Linked DNA regions of Sus scrofa: region 1 is linked to region 2. A link is a contact called in public Hi-C data. All regions are on one chromosome and are shown on one strand. The core of a region is the stretch at or near the end of the contact, and the rest is flanking DNA. Distances in the headings are between cores, read along the strand shown.

Evidence for each region. Hi-C and Micro-C count contacts between places; a contact is called where the count stands out from the background.
Region 1: a contact with region 2 is called in a Hi-C map of heart right ventricle, with 4 times the contacts expected there. The contact joins the promoter of PCP2 here to the promoter of SNAPC2 in region 2. A contact is called at or near these places in 1 of 47 Hi-C or Micro-C datasets (heart right ventricle) and 1 of 2 datasets of contacts at active chromatin or transcription factors (alveolar macrophages).

The regions. Positions count from the first base shown.
Region 1 is chr2:71,469,664-71,472,363 of Sscrofa11.1, reverse strand. It overlaps PCP2 (Purkinje cell protein 2 homolog), which reads right to left and starts at 1,293. Exons shown (of 5, transcript XM_013987340.2): 1 at 543-1,293. The coding sequence starts at 748. TRAPPC5 (trafficking protein particle complex subunit 5) reads left to right here. Exons shown (of 2, transcript XM_003123147.5): 2 at 1,306-1,923. The coding sequence starts at 1,321. The coding sequence ends at 1,887.
Region 2 is chr2:71,293,089-71,295,788 of Sscrofa11.1, reverse strand. It overlaps SNAPC2 (snRNA-activating protein complex subunit 2), which reads left to right and starts at 1,281. Exons shown (of 5, transcript XM_003123198.4): 1 at 1,281-2,115. The coding sequence starts at 1,933. TGFBR3L (transforming growth factor-beta receptor type 3-like protein) reads left to right here. Exons shown (of 7, transcript XM_021083896.1): 6 at 136-208; 7 at 421-829. The coding sequence ends at 191. LOC110259350 (a long non-coding RNA gene) reads right to left here and starts at 838. Exons shown (of 2, transcript XR_002341675.1): 1 at 698-838; 2 at 301-518.

The sequences.
Region 1 (2,700 bases), core at 44-2,543, 180 kb before region 2:
GTCCACTCCTGGGCCGGGATCCAGATCTTTCCGCGGCTTAGCGCACCAGCCCCATGGCAGCCGGGTGGAGGGTCTCAACACCCCCCCGCTCCCCTATCGCGCGCTGGGCCCTCCCCACGTAGGCAGCTGCGCACCGGGGCAGGTGCATCCTGGAGCTCCTGAGATTCCCCTCCCCCACTGGACTTTCCATCCGCCACGCAGACCTGGTTGGGTCCCTCTCAGCAACCCTAGGCTTTTTTGCCTCTGGCCCTGTCCCTACATAGTCTGGGCGGGGTTCTCGACCACCCCTCCCGACCCCACCCTTGGGGGAGGGGGTCTCAGCGCCCTTGGGATCCCCCACATCTGCTGCCATCCCCCATCGCAGTGTTTTTCTCAGCACCCCCTCGTGGTTTTCTCCCAACAACCCCTTTCCGGGTCTCCAGCCACCGACAGCAGTGGCCTCACGCCCTGGGATGGGAGGATCACAGCGCCCCCTCCTGGCTCCCCTAACTTCCGGGTCCCACAGTCGGCTCCCTCCTTCTGGAGTCCCACTGTGCACCTACCTTTCTGGAGAGCACGAGGGTAGGGGGCTCCCAACACCTTCTCTGGCCGCCCGTCCAGTCTTTTTCCCAACGCAGGCCCACTCAAGAAGGCATGCTTCATGCAGGACAAATCGGAGTTGCCCCAGGGCACGGGTTTGGAAGGGTTCCCGGCATCCTTTTTCCTTGCCTCGAGTATCTTGCCGGTTCCCCCAGCCCCCAACGCTCATGGCCTTCGGTCTCGACGCTGTTTCTACTCCTCTCTCTCCCTATTTCCCCGACTTTCACCTTGGGAAGTTGGCGCTGTTGCTGCTGGAGCGCACGGTGGGAGAGGGGCAGTTGCCAGTGTCCTCCCATGGCCGCCTGTTCTCCTCCCCTTCCTGCCCTGGGTCTGACGCCCCGGCCCGTGTGCATTAATTAGCTTTATAATTACTCGCACAGGTGGCGGAGGGTTCATGATGGCGCTATTAACGCCTGAGGATCACCTGGAACGCGAGCGTTGGGTCGTTTGGGGCGACCCCTTCTGGTCCCCCTCTTGTATCTCCTCCCACCTTCCTCCTCGAGCCACCCTCCCAAACCTCCTCGGCAAGAATCTAAACCTACCCCAGCTCCCCTCCTTTGTCGCTGGCTAGGCGTAACGCACGTAGGCTTTACGCGCAGGTGGAGGCCTGCATGTCTTCCACTCATCTCTTCCCACGTGGGAAGTCAACGATGGAGCACACGAGGGCGGGGAGGGGCAGGGGGTTCTTCCCGCCTCTGACACCCACGTTTCCTTGTTTCCCCGCAGGGCGGCGGCGGCGCCATGGAGGCGCGCTTCACGCGCGGGAAGTCGGCGCTGCTGGAGCGCGCACTGGCCCGGCCGCGCACGGAGGTGAGCCTGAGCGCCTTCGCGCTGCTCTTCTCCGAGCTGGTGCAGCACTGCCAGAGCCGTGTCTTCTCCGTGGCGGAGCTGCAGGCGCGCCTGGCCGCGCTGGGCCGCCAGGTGGGCGCCCGCGTTCTGGATGCGCTGGTGGCTCGAGAAAAGGGTGCCCGGCGCGAAACCAAGGTGTTGGGCGCCCTGCTCTTCGTTAAGGGCGCCGTGTGGAAGGCGCTCTTTGGCAAGGAGGCCGACAAGCTGGAGCAGGCCAACGACGACGCGCGCACCTTCTATATCATCGAGCGGGAGCCGCTCATCAACACCTACATCTCCGTGCCCAAGGAGAACAGCACGCTCAACTGCGCCAGCTTCACGGCGGGCATCGTGGAGGCGGTGCTCACGCACAGTGGTTTCCCCGCCAAGGTCACGGCCCACTGGCACAAGGGCACCACGCTCATGATCAAGTTCGAGGAGGCGGTCATTGCCCGAGACCGGGCCCTGGAGGGCCGCTGATCCCACGCAGATAAAGGATGCAGATTGCTCCCTTCCCAAGTGTGTCTTGTGTCTTGTGTGAGGGCCTCGGAGATGCGCTCAACACCTTGGCCCAGGCCCCTGCCTCAGACTGATGAGGGAGGCCAAGGCCCAAGCATGTTTATAATATAGAGGGGAGGGAGGGAGGGACACCTTGGGGGTGGGGGAGGCTGGGGGCCGAGAGAAGATAAACCAGGCGGAAGGAGCTGCTGGTGTGGCTGGAATGGGGAGAATGCTGACACTTTCTGGGATCATAATTGGAGACCATCTGTAGGCTGAGGCTGAAGAGGTCGGGATAGGGAGGCATTGGGATGGAGGGACCAAGGCCAGGGAGATTTCTTTCCTTTTTTTGTTTTTGTTTCTGTCTTTTTGAGGGCCGCACCTGTGGCATATGGTGGTTCCCTGGCTAGGGGCTGAATCGGAGCTGTAGCCACCCGCCTATACTACAGCCACAGCAATGCCAGATCCCAGCCCCGCCTGCGACCTACACCACAGCTCACAGCAATGCTGGATCCTTAACACACTGAGCGAGGCCAGTGATTGAACCCACAACTTCTTGATTCCTAGTCGGATTCGTTTCTGCTGCGCCACAGCAGGAACTCCAAGGGAGATTTCTTTAGACCAGGGGTTGGCACCCTTTTTCTGTAGAGGATCAGAGAGTAAATAGTTTCTACCCAGCAGCCTCTGTTTGACAGCAGAAGTGGGGGGAATGGGGGCAAATGTATGTCTAGAAAACAGGCAGAGGGTGGTGGTCAACCATTTTTTTTTAGACCCTTGCTGTTCAGAGTGTGGTTC
Region 2 (2,700 bases), core at 32-2,531:
CGCGTCCTGTCCCCAGGTCGCTTTGATCCCAGCCTGCAAGGGCCTGACCATGCCTCCGCTACGCCCGCAGAATCCCCCAGGGGGCGCCCTTGCCCAGGCCCTTACCCAACCCCTCAGCTTGTCTTTCCTCTCCAGCGCCCCCACCCCCTGGCCCGCCTCCAAGAACCTCGCCGGGCGGCCCCCAGCCCTGAAGGCCCCAGTAAGGCAGGTAAGAGTTGGGGGCAGAGATGAGGGGGAATGTCAAGTGGGGCCGGTAGGACAGCTGGAGGAGGGAGGTGATAATGACTCTTATACAGCGCGTTCTCTCTGCCAGGCAGAATTCCAAGTTTTTTACGCATGTTAATCCCTGTAACATGGTAGATACTTTTATACTCCCCATAATGGAGATACGAAAAATGAGGCACTCTCTGACTTGCCAAGGTCACAAAATTTGGTGAAGATGAGATTTGAACTCGGTGGCCCGCGGCGGATTGCAGGCTCAGCGTCGCAGGAAAGGACCTCAACATCTCAGGCAGGCACTAGGCAAAGAAATTTGGGTTTCAGACCTAGCACTCACCCTCACCCCAGCACACAGACTGATGGGGCGGCCAATGATCGGCTGGAAAGGGGGTGACCCGCCTCTGTGTCCTACTCCCCGCTCAACCCGAGTCGCCCTTCCCCAGAGATGGCGCGCCCCCAACAGGGTCCGGAGACATACCAACCACGGCCTCAGACCACGCCCGCCAGGACTTCGGATTCGAAGGGACCACAATCCCTGCGCCCCGCCTCCTCTCGTTCCTCCTCCCATCCTCCCACCTGGATTCAAAATAAACACGTGGCCTGAACTGCAGAGTTCTGAAGTTGGCGTAGGCGCTTAGCTCGTGGGTGGGGAATCAGGGTTGGGAGAGGTCCAGACTGGAGGGGTGGGGCTTTGGGGCGGAGCTCAAACGCATACAAATACGTGCCAGAGGAGACCCAAGGGCATTTTGTTCCATATAAAAGAAAGGATACCCAACCCTAGCAGCTTAAATTTTATTTTAATTATTTATTTTGCTTTTTAGGGTCGCACCCGGGGCATATGGAAGTTCCCAGGCTAGGGGTCGAATCGGAGCTGTAGCTGCCTGCCTACTCCACAGCCACAGCAACGGGGAAACCAAGCCGTGTCTGCGACCTACACCATAGCTCACAGCAAATGCCAGATCCGCGAATCACTGAGCGAGGCCAGGGATCCAACCCGCATCCTCAAGGATACTAGTCGGATTCATTTCCGCTGCGCCACAACGGGAACTCCCTTAAATTTTAAATAAGCCTCCTCTCCTTCCTCCACCCCTACACCGGCCCACCTGCCTTCTCAAAGAGGGAACTTATTCGCGCTCCACTCCCACCGCCCAGATCCTGCCGTCGCTTAAGCCACAAGCTCAGGTCTACCCCAGCCCCCTCTCCCTCTAGCCTAAAGGTCCTCAAATCCCTCCTGCCAGAGCTCCTTCCTCCCCGCACAGAAGGGCAGGACTATTAACTCCATTTTACGGTTGAGGAAATTGAGGCTAGGCACGGCCAAGTCACTTGCTCACCAGTCGGGGCTAGCCGACCCCACAACCCAGGCTCTTGGCTACGACTGGATAGTTGCTTTCTGGCCAGGGCCCACCCCTCTGCGAGTTTCCCAAGACTTAGTCCTGGACTGGAGAGAAGGCACGAGATCTAAGGTGTCGGCTCCAGTTCACAAAAGAGATAGAATGCGTGTGTGTGTGTGGGGGGGTCTTTTCCGCTCCCGCCTCAGATACCACTCCTTCCATTTTTTCCCAGGATGGCAGTTCGCTTCCGATTGCAAACGCAGAGCCACGCCCCCGTCCCTTTCTGCCTCCGCGCGGGCCTTTTTGGCTCCACCGGCCGCCGTAACCCCGCCCACCACGGAAACGGCTCAGCTGCAACACCGCCCTCCCGCGCCGCACCGGCATGAAGCCTCCTCAGCGGCGGCGAGCCGCCCCAGCGCGCTATCTGGGAGAGGTGACCCGGCCCGCGGCCTGGAGCGCCCGCGAGAAGCGGCAGCTTTTACGACTGCTGCAGGCGCGACGGGGCCAGCCGGAGCCGGACGCCGCCGAGCTGGCCCGGGAACTGTCGGGCAGAAGTGATGCGGAGGTAAGAGGGGTCCGGAGACGGGAGCGAGGCTGGAGGCGGGACTAGGATGCGTCCAGGACTGGCGGCGGGGCGGGTCCTGGTAGTGGGCGGGTGGAGGGTGAGGCTTAGGGCGGGGGCGAGGCTGAGGAACCGGAAGAACGCTGGAGGAGGCGGGACTGGTGCGAGGCTAGGCAGTGTGTCCCTGCGAGAAGCTGAGGGCGGGGTGGGGGCGGGGCATGGCGCGTCTTGGGGCGGGGCTAGGAGGAGGCAGTGCCCTGGAAGGCTGAGGGGGCGGGGCGAACTCTGAGTAAGACCCGGTCTCCGCCCGGGACTGGAAGGAAATTGCAGCCAGCACCTGGGCGGGAATGAGGTTGAAATGAGTCGGGGAATGGGGCAGAGTGGACGAAGTTGGGAGGTGACTAGGGTAGTACTTAGCACGGGCTTGGGCCCTGCCAAAGGGAGGAGCCAGAACTGGCCTTGCATCTTTGTCAGGTAACGGATCACACCTGGGGCCTTGGCCCGAGACCCTTAAGGGTCACTGTGACTCAACCCCGGGCTAGCGGGAGGCCAGAGAGTAGGCAGTGGACTGCTTAAGCCCTGGACTTA